2 separate regions of the Mus musculus genome follow, and region 1 is linked to region 2. The links are chromatin contacts, called in public Hi-C maps. All regions are on one chromosome and are shown on one strand. Each heading gives the region's core, a stretch centred on a gene start, on an enhancer-like site or on the middle of the called end of the contact. The rest is flanking DNA. Distances are from core to core; before and after follow the strand shown. Region 1 holds the start of Clvs2 (clavesin 2). Region 2 overlaps Clvs2 (clavesin 2).

Region 1 (7,178 bases), core at 16-2,515, 66 kb before region 2:
GTAGTACGCCATATCACACTCCTTTATTTTATTTTATTTTTTATCAGTACCATACTCAAGAAAACAAAACTAATGTTGTACAATTTGAAAGTCTAACAGTCTTTAAAGTCGGCAACTTCAGGGGCACCTCCTGTTCACAGAATGTAGAACACTGACCTGTAAATCTCCAACCCAAATATGACTCAATTATTATGAACACATGCTGTGCCCCTAGATTGGGCAGATCTTCTGCTACACTACCATCTTCCCCATCTATGAGACCCGTTAGAACTTGTGGTTTCTCCAGGCCAGGTGCTTCTGTTCTGCTTTTCTTCTTCTTCCTCCTCCTTTGTGTCCTCTCCCTCTTCCATTTTCTCCTTCTTCTCCCTCTCTTCACCTTCTGCTACCCCTTGCCTTACATCTACCCAATCATCAGCTCTCCTTTGTTTTACAAATTAAAGTGGGAAGCAGGTTTACAGGAAATCACCTGAGTGCTGACTCATTCCTTGTTCACAACCACTCACAGGAGAACAGAATTAACATCAAATATAATTAGCTCCAGGTCTATCTATAACACTGACCTACACTGGAGTTCAGTAAAGAGTCGCTGCATTGGGGTAACTTAAACTCAGGACCCTTTCTTACAGTTTGAGTAATGCGCACTGTGCTTTGAAAATTAAAAACATTTTTTTTAAAAATAGATTTCCAGGCATCACAGGCCCAAGGGTTCTTTTTGTTTATTATAATCCCAGTATAAAGATGCATTACAAGGAAAGAGCATATCTCTAGAAGTAACTGGAAATACAGTTTATTAGGAGTCAAGTGTCCTCTTTCCCTGCTCCCACCCAACCCCCTGTCCTATGACAATGTTGTTATTCTTGTTGATATTGTTGATTTTTGCCTGGATGTTGTTTTCATCCTCTTCAAAGGGAATTTAATAGGAATAGTTTACTATTTCTTAAAATTAAATATCTCTGAGTACAACAAAAGCAGAAAATACAATACGTTTCTCTACTCCTACTCAATCAAAATTACCCACAAGAACCAGAAAAGGTTTCTCAACCTTAATTAAGTTGCAAAATCAAGGGCTACTCTACCCCGCACTCCCGGGTCTTGCACACAAAGCGAGGAGGAGCATGGGGATGCTGTGAGGCCATAGCTGTTCCACTAGATCAGTTATAGCTGGACCTGGCTGGGACCTGGAGACCAGAGCAGGCTGAACTTGGGGCTTGGGATATTTGAATGTGTCCCAAAATTCGTTCCTACCCCTACGAGGCAGAGGCAGAGAGAGGAGCGGAGAGCATGTGTGAGCGCTTACAACGCTAGGAGCTCTCTTCTGGGATAATCAAGAGTTGGGATGAGCCGGATCCTCTTTTAGCAGCAGCGGGCTCAGGAGTGGCTGCGGAAGCCCCAGGGGCGCGCGGGACCCAGTGGCTCTGGGGGCAGTGGAACAGCCCCTGCGGGCCGCGCCGTGCTACCGCTTAGGCGTACAAAGGTAAAGGCGGCCGCAGCCCTAGTGGACTTGCACCGTCCCGGCGTTCCCATCCCTTCTCTTCCTCTCTCGAAGGCAAAAAAGGCTGGCCGGGCAGCGAGGTCCTAGCTCTGCGGGTCCCCACCCTTCCTGCTGACAGGCTGGCTGTCCTTGGATGAGGTCGTCGAGGCTGCTCCCTGGTGAATCCTCAGGCGGGTCTCAGCCACCATCTCTCTCCACTGCTCCATCCCTCTGAGAGGAGTAGATGCTGCTGCTGCCCCCACCCCCGCCACCACCTCCGCCAGGGCTGATGGATGCTGGGGAGTGCCGCATTGCTTAGTGACTCTGCCTCGCGGTTTGCTGGTAGGAACTGACTGCTCTTTCTTCTTTCTGGCTTTGGGGTGGGGGTGGGGGGTATAGGGAAAATAGAGACATTTTTATTTCATGTTCCACAACTCCCTGCACCCACCCTGGTTTTTACATCTTTGCTCCCAAAAAGGTTTCCTCCTGTCCTTATCATTATCCTCCACTTCCTTGGCAAGTCCCCTGAAATAAAGGGAGAGACTAGGCAGAAGTTGGGGGCTGGGTGGGGAGGGTGAGCCCACGCCTCTGTCAAAGGTACCCAATACCCAGCTGGAGCCTTATGAAATTACTGTGTGTGGAAGAGGTGCACGATTTGATTTGCAGTCTCCCCTAATTGGATCGTAATAACCTAAAGTAAAAACCACACAACGACATCCTATAAAAATAGCACCTTTGAATAAGCAGAGAGAAATGAGCTTCTTTCCCTTCCTCTTTCTCTCTCTTTCTGCCAAAGACGCTCCCTCCCCGCCTTGGATCTCACAGCTGAAGAGCCAGCCACCTTATTATTAATCAGAATTCTCATCTTTATCTGTGGCAGGCACATCCTTTATCAGGGACCGCAGCAGATTTACAGTGCTGGGGCTGAGATGTCCATGGGGGTTGTTTTCTTTACATCTTGCAAGGCAAGAGAAGACAGAACCAAGACTAATGCTAGTTGGAACTAGTGTTTCTTTCCTCTTCTCTCCTCTCCATCTCCTCTCCCCTCCCCTCCCCTCCCCTCCCCTCCCCTCCCCTCCCCTCTCCTCCCCTCTCCTCTCCTCTCCTTCCTTTTCCTTTCCCCTTCCTTCCTTCCTTCCTTCCTTCCTTCCTTCCTTCCTTCCTTCCTTCTTTCCTTCTCTCTCTCTCTCTCTCTCTCTCTCTCTCTCTCTCTCTCTCTCTCTTTCTTTCTTTCTTCCTCTTTTAATTCAGAGTGGTAAAGGACCAGGGCCTGTCCAAAGGCTCATTTCAAATGGGAAGCATTGTTTTTTAAGGGGCATTAGGGGAAGACATTTAAATACTCTCCAGAAAAGCTATGGGGAAAAACAGGAGCAACAGGGTACTTGGCTTAAAACAGAAGAGGAACCATTTCTTGTACAGGAAAGGAAGCAGACAGCAGTGAGGAGAACCGGAGGCCAGAGTGTGGTGTGGAGGTGACAAGTACCAGGTATATTGTTGGACACACAAAGAGAGAATCAGAGTAGACAGCTTGGATACAAGGGGACAATGACTCATTTGCAAGCTGGCCTCTCTCCTGAGACTTTGGAAAAAGCTCGCCTGGAACTCAATGAGAACCCAGACACTCTGCACCAGGACATCCAAGAAGTAAGGGACATGGTCATCACTAGGCCGGACATTGGCTTTCTGCGCACAGATGACGCTTTCATCTTACGCTTCTTGAGGGCCAGGAAATTTCATCACTTCGAAGCTTTTCGCCTCTTGGCCCAGTACTTTGAGTACCGGCAGCAGAACCTGGATATGTTCAAAAGCTTCAAGGCCACTGACCCTGGCATCAAGCAGGCACTGAAGGATGGCTTTCCTGGGGGCCTGGCCAATCTGGACCATTATGGGAGGAAGATTTTAGTCCTTTTTGCTGCCAACTGGGATCAGAGCAGGTAAATCCTGAATCCCAAAGTTTACTTATGATCTTTTGACACTTCTGGGTTTGTTTGTTTGTTTGTTTGTTTGTTTATTTATTTATTTATTATGATTTACTCTTAGGAGTTTCGTAGTGTTGTAATTTCAATACTTTTGTTTACTTGCTGGGAGCAGGGAAGGGGGCAGAGGGAAAATGCAACTCATAGTGAGCTTTGAGTAGGCTCCCTTGGGAAGGGCTTGCATTTTTTTCTTTTAAAACTCTTCCTTCCCTAACACAGTTTCTCCTGCAGCCTTATGTGCTCCCAAGCCATATGATTAAGCTGAGAATGAAACCACACAACTACTAAACAAAGCCTCTAAAAATATTGGCTTTTAAATCCTGATGTTTATTCATGTGGTGAAAGGAGGAGAGAATAGTTTCCTTTCTTCTTCCTCAAGAAATCCTTAGTCTGTGGTAATTCATTAGCTTCATGGTCATAATCGCCATCACCACATTTCTCTCTCCCCAGTACTGATAGTTTATCTCCCTCAAACAGCCTCATGCTTAACCAAGAGCAGTTTTATTGCCTGGGAACTTTTCTACTCGGTGATGTGTACATGAAAGCACAATACAATATGTGTCACTTCAATGAGAAGGAAGAGTTGTACCCTCTATCTCTGAGCACACTTAACGGCACTCAAAATAAAGGTTGACTAGTGTTCCTGTTAGATGCCTGTCACTAATCTGAAGGGCATGCTTCCTGTCTGATATAATTCTTCATCATTTTCAGAGAGGGAGACTTTAATATCCATCAGCTGGTAGATTCTATGGGCTCAGGTGCTGTTCAATAGGAGATAAATACTACTCTTACTTCCTTTACTTTAGAAAAAATGCAGACAGTGGTATCTCTGTGTCCTCCCTCACAACTGTTTTCTCAGACTGTAAGACAGAAAAGTTATAAAGGCTCTTGGGTAAGATAATTCCCATCTAATACAAAGTTAAGCATATTTTACAGTATTTACAGAGCTAGGTGTTAAAGCATTTGGTGTCTTTTTAGTTCTGTGAATGGTGTCTTTGGATGCATCTGGTTAGTTTAAACTATTTCTAGAGTGATATAATTGACTTCTGCAATCAAAGAGAGATTCAGTAGCTCTAACAGATTTTTCAGACAGACATCTGAGAGTATTAGCATGTTAAAATGCAAATGGATATTTTAATAGTTTTTCCCTTTTTTATTGGTCTTGCCTTCCTAGGCTGAGAATTTTAATTGATTATTTTTCCTAGTAAATATAAAGACTACCTGTTATATAAAGAATCACTGAGTTTAGGAACTCACAGACAGAATTGCTTCTGGGAGTCCCTTGGATCTTATGCTGCTTTTTTTTTTCTTTGTCAAGTAGGAAACTTTCAAAGACTATGTGCTTTCTTTGAGTTTTTTAACTGTAAAAAGTCCACTGTAGAGTTATGCAAGCCAGCCAGTTGTGTCTACTAAAATGTAAAAGTAAAACTCATATTCCTTATATCAGTTAGATTGAAAATCTATTACTTGAATTCTGATGTTATACTATATGGAACCATGGTGATATGGACATTTTATATTTAAATATGACTAGAATCTTTGTAGTCTTTATAAAAGCAAAATTTACACACACACACACACACACACACACACACACACACACACACTTGCACACAAATATCCAAACTATAGTATTCTTTCTGAAGACCAAAAATCATTATTCATATTTTATAAGCCATATCAAGGTGAATATTATTTACAGTTCTTAGATATATATAGGAAGGGTTATTTTGGATATAGGAAATAGAATGTGTTTTAGTATTGTATGTATTACTATTAAACACAGGCTCCAATAACTAAAACTTTCCCTGGAAATCTGTATTTGGAGGGAATTTATTGATTGGTATGTAGAAATATTTTCAATATGCTGATACAAAATGATAATCAATAATATGTGATTATATAGCTAAAATTAAAAATGAAAAGCCATGTTTTATGGGCATGTACTGTCAAGAGTATATGTAGTAGCAGTAGGATGCCATTTCTGTGGTTGAAGAGGGGCAACTATCACCCAGAAGGCAAAGTACATTGATAGGAAAAGAACACATAGTTTAGGGCTTGTCTAAATTTCAGGTGATTTTTCCTTCTTTTCCTATACTTACAGTACATTTTAAATCTACAAATACTGATGGGCAGCGACAAAGATAAGCAGTTATGCACCTTGGCATTTTCTGAAAACCTTCATCTTCAGGATATGGGCTTAAATAGCACTCTGATCTTTGTCTTGAAATGTAAGGAAAGCAGTCACACAGTGTCAGGGCCTCCCTAGTTCATCTCAGAGTGGATCTTCTCTTTCTACACATAATATCATGGCTTATCTTACCTGACTGCCGTAGAAGTCTCTGGTACCTTCTCTATATGATACCTTGGGGTAATATTGCTCTGTTAGCTGTATACACCACATGCCATCTCCTCTGTTGTTCTGCTCTTTCGTGCTCTGTGACTAAGGTGGTCATTCTTTCCTTTCCTTAGTCTTGACAAACGCAAATCACCCGGGTTCAAGAAGTCTGCATGTCTGAACTTAATTTTGACGATATCCCTTGAGTTGAGTAGGTTTTTTTTTTTTTTTAATGTTTTATGGGGGAAAAGGGAGAATGTAGATAATTCTACAGGGAAATTTCAGAAATTGAGAAAAATCAACAACCTATATAATTGAAGGAAAAAAGAATTATATTCAATTTCCTAAGTAAAAAGGTAAAAGGAATGCATGTGATTTACTTTTTTTAAAGGCGTACTCTACAGAAAGTTAATTTGGTAACAGAAGCATCTAAACTAGAGTAGAGAGATCCAGAATGAGCCAGAGTTCAAATAAAAGTTACATGGTTTTTACTAAAATTCTAAGTGGTATTTATCTGTGAAGAGTTGCTCTCCTGTGTTGACTAAGGAAGAAAAGCTTTGGTGTTCTCCAGAACATTGGTCCCATATGTGAATATAAGAGGCAAACATAAAGTAGTGACTTTTCATCTACACTATAGCACAGATTTGTTTGGACTAATACAGAACTGACCACTTCCAAAAACTTTGAGACATGGAATCATTAAGAAGCCTATACAAAGCACAATATTTGCACTTTATAATAAATCCAATGCAACTCAAAATTCTAAAATGTCAAGATGACTTTGGCTTTGGTTTGTGGGTTGTTAAAATGGACGACAACAGGCTCAAATGACTGGTGAATTTCATTGATCAGGCTATACTTTGGAAGATTCACATAAATTTGTCTCCAATTGTTCAGGTCATCTAACATAATTTCTGTACATAGAAGTAAACACAAGGAAAATATAAGAACCATTAGACTGTCACATTCCTCCCAGTACCCCAGATTTCACACACTTCATTTGCTTCCTCAGTAATAGTGCCCTGCTTAAGACACAGTAGAGAAGTTCAATTTGTTCACCTGATTTTGTCAAGAGTCAGAGAATAATGATCTGTGGAATAGATAGCTTCCTGTAGAAGGAAAACTTGGGGTGAAAGAGGAAGCAGTCTAGAACTCAGATAATAAGAACTAATACCTGAGAAGGTGAAATCCATAGATAAGACCTGTGGAGATGGCTCAGCATGTAAAAGCACTAGCCACAAAACATAGTAAACTTGACGTTGAATTCGAGGTTCAATATAAAGGCTAGACACATAGCCTGTGCCTCTGTAATCTCAGGGCTCTTATTTGTAAGATTATGATACAGGTGAATCCTTGGAAGCTTGTACACAGCTACAAAAACCACATTTCAAAC
Region 2 (6,432 bases), core at 3,035-5,534:
GTATCCTCCTTATCTGCACCCTAAGATGTTAGGGTTTATTCTTCCCACCTTTGCATAGGATTACACATATGTGCTAATGTGTTGAACTTTACATGTCTCTGGAGGTTTCAGTCCTCAAGCTTTTGTGGCAAGAGCTATTTCCCCAGCCCATGAATGCTATTTATTGAAATTTTAGGATTATATATGGAATTTTCTACCAGAGAAAATAGATCTAAATCAGTTTTAGTAGGTCTGCACCATAGATGCATGGGTGTTAGTCTGTATAAAGGACAATACTGTAAAAAAGAAGTTGGGAATCTTAGAAATCACATGGAACACTCTATGTCAGATTATCTCTTCATAGTCTTAAGATTCAGCTACTCTATGTACCTAGAGCACAACCCAAAGAGCAAACTCTCTAAGAGTTTGGCAACAAGGATCTTTTCGAATTCAACTGAGGTATGCATGAGAACCTTGGTTGTATAGCCACTGTTGACCATTGGATTGATATTGTATTCTTAATACACTGTTCTGTACACTAGAAAAAAATTAAAATACATGGTAGGTCTGTTCTCTTGAAAATCTGAAGCAATTTAAACACTGTTTTAAAAATGTGTTTGTATGTCCAGTTGACAATGGGCTGGGATAGCTAATCTTGAACACAGTATTGAGTGGATTTGGAAACACATCTGAGGTTATTAAAACATACCTGAGGGTGCATCATGAGGGCAGTTACAGAAGGAACTAACTTCTGAAGAGAATGTCCTGAATGTGAATGGCTGGATTCTAGAGGCTGAGGACATGGATAGACTCCAGAGTGAAAGAAAGCCTGTAGCTAGTGTGTGTGTGTGTGTGTGTGTGTGTGTGTGTGTTACCTGTGTGCTTCCGTGTCTCCATGACCTGAGATGCTCTGCTCTGCCTTATTACCCTTGACAATATGAATTAAAATCTCTGAAACCAAATAATTCCTCTCATAAGTTGGCTCTCTCTTGTATTTGCCACAGTGATAAAAACTGATCAGCACCCTCCCCAATATATTTCATTTATATAATTTGCCTTTTCTCGAAATCCCTTTTGTCTTATGAAATTGATTTTTTAAAGAGTGCAGCTTTCTTATATTGTCAGCAAAATTCATATTTTGTTTATCTTCAAAGGAAATGAGTTGAATGCTTATATCCTTTTGAAGTTAACATGTTGGATTATGCTCCTCATACATATACTCAGAGTTTGTCTACTGTCTTTGTCAGCTTACATATGTGGGGGGGGGATATTGAAGCCAGCCTTCAAGAAATGCCAGCCATACTAGTACTTTAGCCTTGAACTTCTAAGTCCTCATACCATGAGAACTGAGTGGTGTTTAAGCCAAGTAATGTATACTGTTTATGGTCTAGTACCCAAAACAAGATACTGAGGAAGAAAAAGAATATGTTTTCAGTATACCAAATATCCATCATTAGAAAAATATGATAAAATTTTCAGCTATTATGTTAAGTTGTAAAATGGTTAGTAAAAATGCTAGTAATTTACCAATGGTGCTGATAGAGAAAGGCAATTAGATTTTTGTTAGGAAAAGAACATAAGCAAACACAAAAAGAGGATTTTTAAAAAGATAAAAAAGAAAGGCAATGTACTATTAAGGCAGTATGTATTGAAGAGCAAGAAAAGACATAATTATATTTGTGATGAATTCTAGCTATTAGAAAGCAGTCTATTTCAGTTATATCTTAGCATTTGTTGGTTGTTCAGTGCCAAGTGGTCAGCCCTGAATCCCGAAAGTTCCCTATATCCTCCCTCCGCCCTGTTTTCCTACCCATCCACTCCCGCTTCTTGGCCCTGGCATTCCCCTGTATTGGGACATATAAAGCTTGCAATACCAAGGGGCCTCTCTTCCCAGTAATGGGTGACTAGGCCATCTTCTGCTACATATGCACCTAGAGACACGATCTCTGGGGGGTACTGGTTAATTCATATTGTTGTTCCACCTAGAGAGTTGCAGACCCCTTCAGCTCCTTGGGTGCTTTCTCTAGCTTCTCCATTGGGGGCCCTGTGTTCCATCTTATAGATGACTGTGAGCATCCACTTCTGTATTTGCCAGGCACTGGTATAGCCTCATATGAGACAGCTATAACAGGGTCCCTTCAGCAAAATCTTTCTGGCATTGTGCAATAGTGTCTGGGTTTGGTGGCTGATTATGGGATGGATCCCTGGGTGGAGTAGTCTCTGGTTGGTCCATCCTTTCATCTTAGCTCTAAACTTTGTCTCTGTAACTTCTTTTGTGGGTATTTTGTTCCCTATTCTAAGGAGGAATGAAGTATCCACCCATTGGTCTTCCCTCTTCTTGATTTTCTTGTGTTTTGCAAATTGTATCTTGGTTGTTCTATGTTTCTGGGCTAATATCCACTTATCAGTGAGTGCATATCTAATGACTTCTTTTGTGATTGGGTTACCTCACTAAGGATCATATTCTCCAGATACATCCATTCATCCAAGAATTTCATAAATCCATTGTTTTTAATTGCTAAGTAGTACTCCATTGTGTAAATGTACCACATTTTCTGTATCCATTCTTCTGTTGAGGGACATCTGGGTTTTTTTCCAGCTTCTGGCTATTATAAATAAGGCTTCTATGAACATAGTGGAGCAGGTGTTCTTATTACTAGTTGGAACTTCTTCAGGGTATATTCCCAGGAGAGGTATTGCTGGATCTTCCGGTAGTATTATGTCCAATTTTCTGAGGAACCTCCAGACTGACTTCCAGAGTGGTTGTACAAACTTGCAATCCCACCAGCAGTCGAGGAGTGTTCCTCTTTCTCCACATCCTCCCCAGCATTTGCTGTCACCTGAATTTTTGATCTTAGCCATTCTGACTGGTATGAGGTAGAATCTCAGGGTTGTTTTGATTTGCATTTCCCTGATGATTAAGGATGTTGAACATTTTTTCAGGTGCTTCTCAGCCATTCGGTATTCCTCAGTTGAGAATTCTTTGTTTAGCTCAGAACCCCATTTTTAATGGGTTATTTGAATTTCTGGAGTCCAGCTTCTTGAGCTCCTTAGATATTTTCCTTATTTACATTTCAAATGCTATCCCAAAAGTTCCCTATACCCTCTCCCCACCCTGCTCCCCTACCCACCCATTCCCACTTCTTGGCCCTGACATTCCCCTGTACTGGGACATATAAAGTTTACAAGACCAAGGGGACTCTCTTTCCAATGATAGCAGACTAGGCCATCTTCTGCTACATATGCAGCTAGAGACATGAGCTCTGGGTGTAGTGGTTAGTTCATATTGCTGTTCCACCTAGAGGGTTGCAGACCCCTTCTGCTCCTTGGGTACTTTCTCTAGTTCCTCCATTGGGGACCCGGTGTTCCATCATATGTGAGTATCCATTTCTGTATTTGTCAGGCACTGGCATAGCCTCACTTTAGACAAGATGATTTAATGAGAAATATATCTAGCAGTTGCAGTATGCTGGCACTTTCATTTTAAGCAGATCACAAACCATATATTTTCCAAATATAGCTTGATGTTGGCAAATATAGGTACCAAGAAGGTTGTGAATCAAAACACAGTTGGTGAAATAGATTTTGTCTAAAGTGCATTGCAACCAGATCTCTTGAAGTATCTATTCAATCTGTGGATCTCGACCTCTTTTGGAGCTGAACGATGCCTTCATGGGAGTTGCATTTAAATATTCTGCAAATTAGATATTTACATTGTGATTCATAACAGTAGTAAAATTACAGATATGAAGTAGCAAAAAAATAATTTTATGATTTGGAGTCTCCACAATATGAGGAACTATGTTAAAGGGTTACAGCATTAAGAATGTTGAAAACCACTAATCTACATGGAGAATGGATGTTAACTCTGAAGAAACACTGCCTTTTTTTAGTTTAGTGCTTGTTACCTCTGAATGATTTTAGGAGACCAAAGAGATCAACCATGAAAGCTCTGCCAATGCTCTTGAGAAAGGATGCAAAGTTTATCACTAACACATGTGTTGTCTTGCCATGCTCACTGTCTCCCCTTAGTATCACTTTCCCCTCTTCATTTATATAGACTTTTAAGGGGGCTGTTAATAAAGTTTGTAAATTTAGGTTTTTTTCTTGTTCAGCACTGTCTGTGCCTGATCTTAGATTTTTATCTCTGGCCCTTTGCAGCTATTATAAGAGATTGGGTTCTTGAATTCACTGAGTAATGTTTAATCTTCAGTGAAATCCCAGTTTCCCAAGAACATTTTCTAATGTTCTGTTTAATGTTCTCAATGCTTTGGCAGTGTGAGGCACGAATGAGTCATTCTAGAGTAATGCTTTCTGCTAACATTATGTTGTTCAGACTCCTATGTGATTGCTTGCTCGGTGAAGCATAAAGGTCAGCTTGACCTTTGGCTACATTTTCTCCAGATCTGTTTCTCTTTGCCATTCTCCACAACTGTAAATCAGTCCTGAAGTCTAGCTCTTATTGGACTGATATGAGCTCTGAGCAGATTCGTATGAAAGCACTTGTTTCTTCTGTGGCAACATCTGAGGCCCAAACTAAATAAAGTAAGTCCCAGGGTCTGAAAAACTATCAGCTAGCTTTAGGATGGAGATCAAACAATTTTGCAAGAACAATCACAATTGATTTGTCACTGAGTTGTCATTGAGTTGTTCATAGACTGGAAGAAAGGTATGTTGCTATTCTGTGAATGTCCTTTGTGAGGGTAACTGGTCCCATAAGAAAATGCTAATCTGGAATCAAGCTCTCATCTCTCCTAAACGAGGTAGAAATGTGGGGAGGTTAGTTAAAATGCAAAATGATTCACTTATGCAAGATGAGTCTGCTCTAGGGATCAATCATATAGGGTGACCAAAGTAAATAATGCCATAGTACTTTAAGTATGCTTAAAATTTCCTAGGGGAGGAGACTTAAGTGCTCTTCACACACAGACACACACATGCATACACACACACACATGCACATACACACACACATGCACATACACACACACACACAAACACTATGGGAGATGATGATATGTTAATTAGATTTATTATTTTCTCACGTTATATATATATATCAAATCACTAAACTGTGTCATATATATAGATACAATTCTAATTATCAGTTTACGTGTTCGATAAAGCTAAAGAGAAAAAAAGTATGATCCTTTATATGTTCTTTCCTTTCAGAAGATTGTAAGGGGTAAAGCTTCAAGTTTTGCCTCTAAAGAATCTAATAATGCACTGAATGTATTCCTATAGGGCATATGTAACGAATCACACTGGCCTCCCTAAGAAAGGTACTTGACCTTATTTTTCTTCCTCTCATACTTGACTTAGTACTATAGTATTAAGTAAGGTATATATATATATATATATATACACACACACATATATATATATATATATATATATATATATATATATGCCTAAAAGGGCATTTAACTAAGCGGAATTATGCAGCACTATGGATCGAATGAATAATGCTTTCCCATAACCTTACAATTTGCCTGCTTGGCCACATAGTAGCCCTGCTTTGTAAAGCTGTGAAATCAGGAAGTGAGTGGAGATGTGCTTTTGGGGATACACTATCCCATGATGTTTCTGATGTATTCTCTGTTTTATACCCAAACAATGTGGACAGCAGTCTCATGACCTGTGTTCCATTGCCATGATGCTCTGTATAAGTACATGGCAATCATGCATTGAACTCTCTGAAAAATAAGCAGAAATAAATCCTTAGTCTTTTAATTTCTTCCTCTCAGGTATGAACTTAAAAATCAATAAAGACCTGAGGAAGACAACTATGATCCATCACCCATATTTTATAGTCACTTTTTATAATAGCTATTTTTATTCTGATTTTTCTTAAAAAATTCTTGTTTTTGCCTTCCCAGAATTTTTTTTTCTAAGTTGTCTGGTTGTTCTCTGTAACTCTCACTTTGGATTGTTTATCACTTAACTCTTGCTTTAAATCTAAAAATCCTTGCTCAGTCAGTCTGCTGCTCCTCTGCTTCCAATATTTATATGTATGTATAAATATATTTTTATATATAACATATAAAATATATAAATATATATTAGATATTTTCTTTATTTACATTTCAAATTGTATTATTATTTTACATTTTATATATATATCAACTCACTAAATTGTATCATTCATATATATACATATATATATATATACACACACATATATATATATATATATATATATATATATATCTTTCCTAGTTTCCCCTCTGAAAATCCCCTACCCCTCCCCCCTCTCCCTGCTCCCCAACCCACCCACTCACATTCCCAGTCCTGGCATTCCCCTACACTGGGGCATAGAACCTTCACAAGACCTAGGGCCTCTCCTCACACTGATGACTGACTAGGCCATCCTCTGCTACATATATAGCTAGAGCTACAAGTTCCACCATGTGTTTTCTTTGATTGGTGGTTTAGATTCAAGAAGCTCTGGGG

What was found. A called contact is a pair of places that touch in the nucleus more often than the background predicts.
Region 1: a Hi-C map of uterus shows a contact between it and region 2, with 3 times the contacts expected there. The contact joins the promoter of Clvs2 here to the enhancer-like site in region 2. A contact is called at or near these places in 5 of 39 promoter capture datasets (the 3T3-L1 cell line, 3T3-L1-derived adipocytes, hippocampal neurons and 2 more), 6 of 484 Hi-C or Micro-C datasets (cerebral cortex, nephron progenitors and uterus), 1 of 115 datasets of contacts at active chromatin or transcription factors (neural progenitor cells) and 3 of 9 other capture datasets (adipose tissue, liver and pancreatic islet).

Annotation. Positions count from the first base shown.
Region 1 is chr10:33,618,771-33,625,948 of GRCm38.p6, reverse strand. Clvs2 (clavesin 2) reads left to right here and starts at 1,265. Exons shown (of 6, transcript NM_175448.4): 1 at 1,265-1,813; 2 at 2,891-3,405. The coding sequence starts at 3,017. It overlaps Gm15939 (predicted gene 15939), which reads right to left and starts at 1,703. Exons shown (of 5, transcript NR_152723.1): 1 at 1,043-1,703.
Region 2 is chr10:33,556,168-33,562,599 of GRCm38.p6, reverse strand. All of the region lies in intron 3 of Clvs2 (clavesin 2), which reads left to right. Among named protein-coding and RNA genes, the nearest start is that of Gm15939, 65 kb to the left of the region's middle. Within about 2 kb of position 4,284, at least 44 of the 459 cell types and tissues checked have an H3K27ac peak or open chromatin away from gene starts, as enhancers often do. A contact at or near this core is called in hippocampal neurons and uterus, where this site is marked.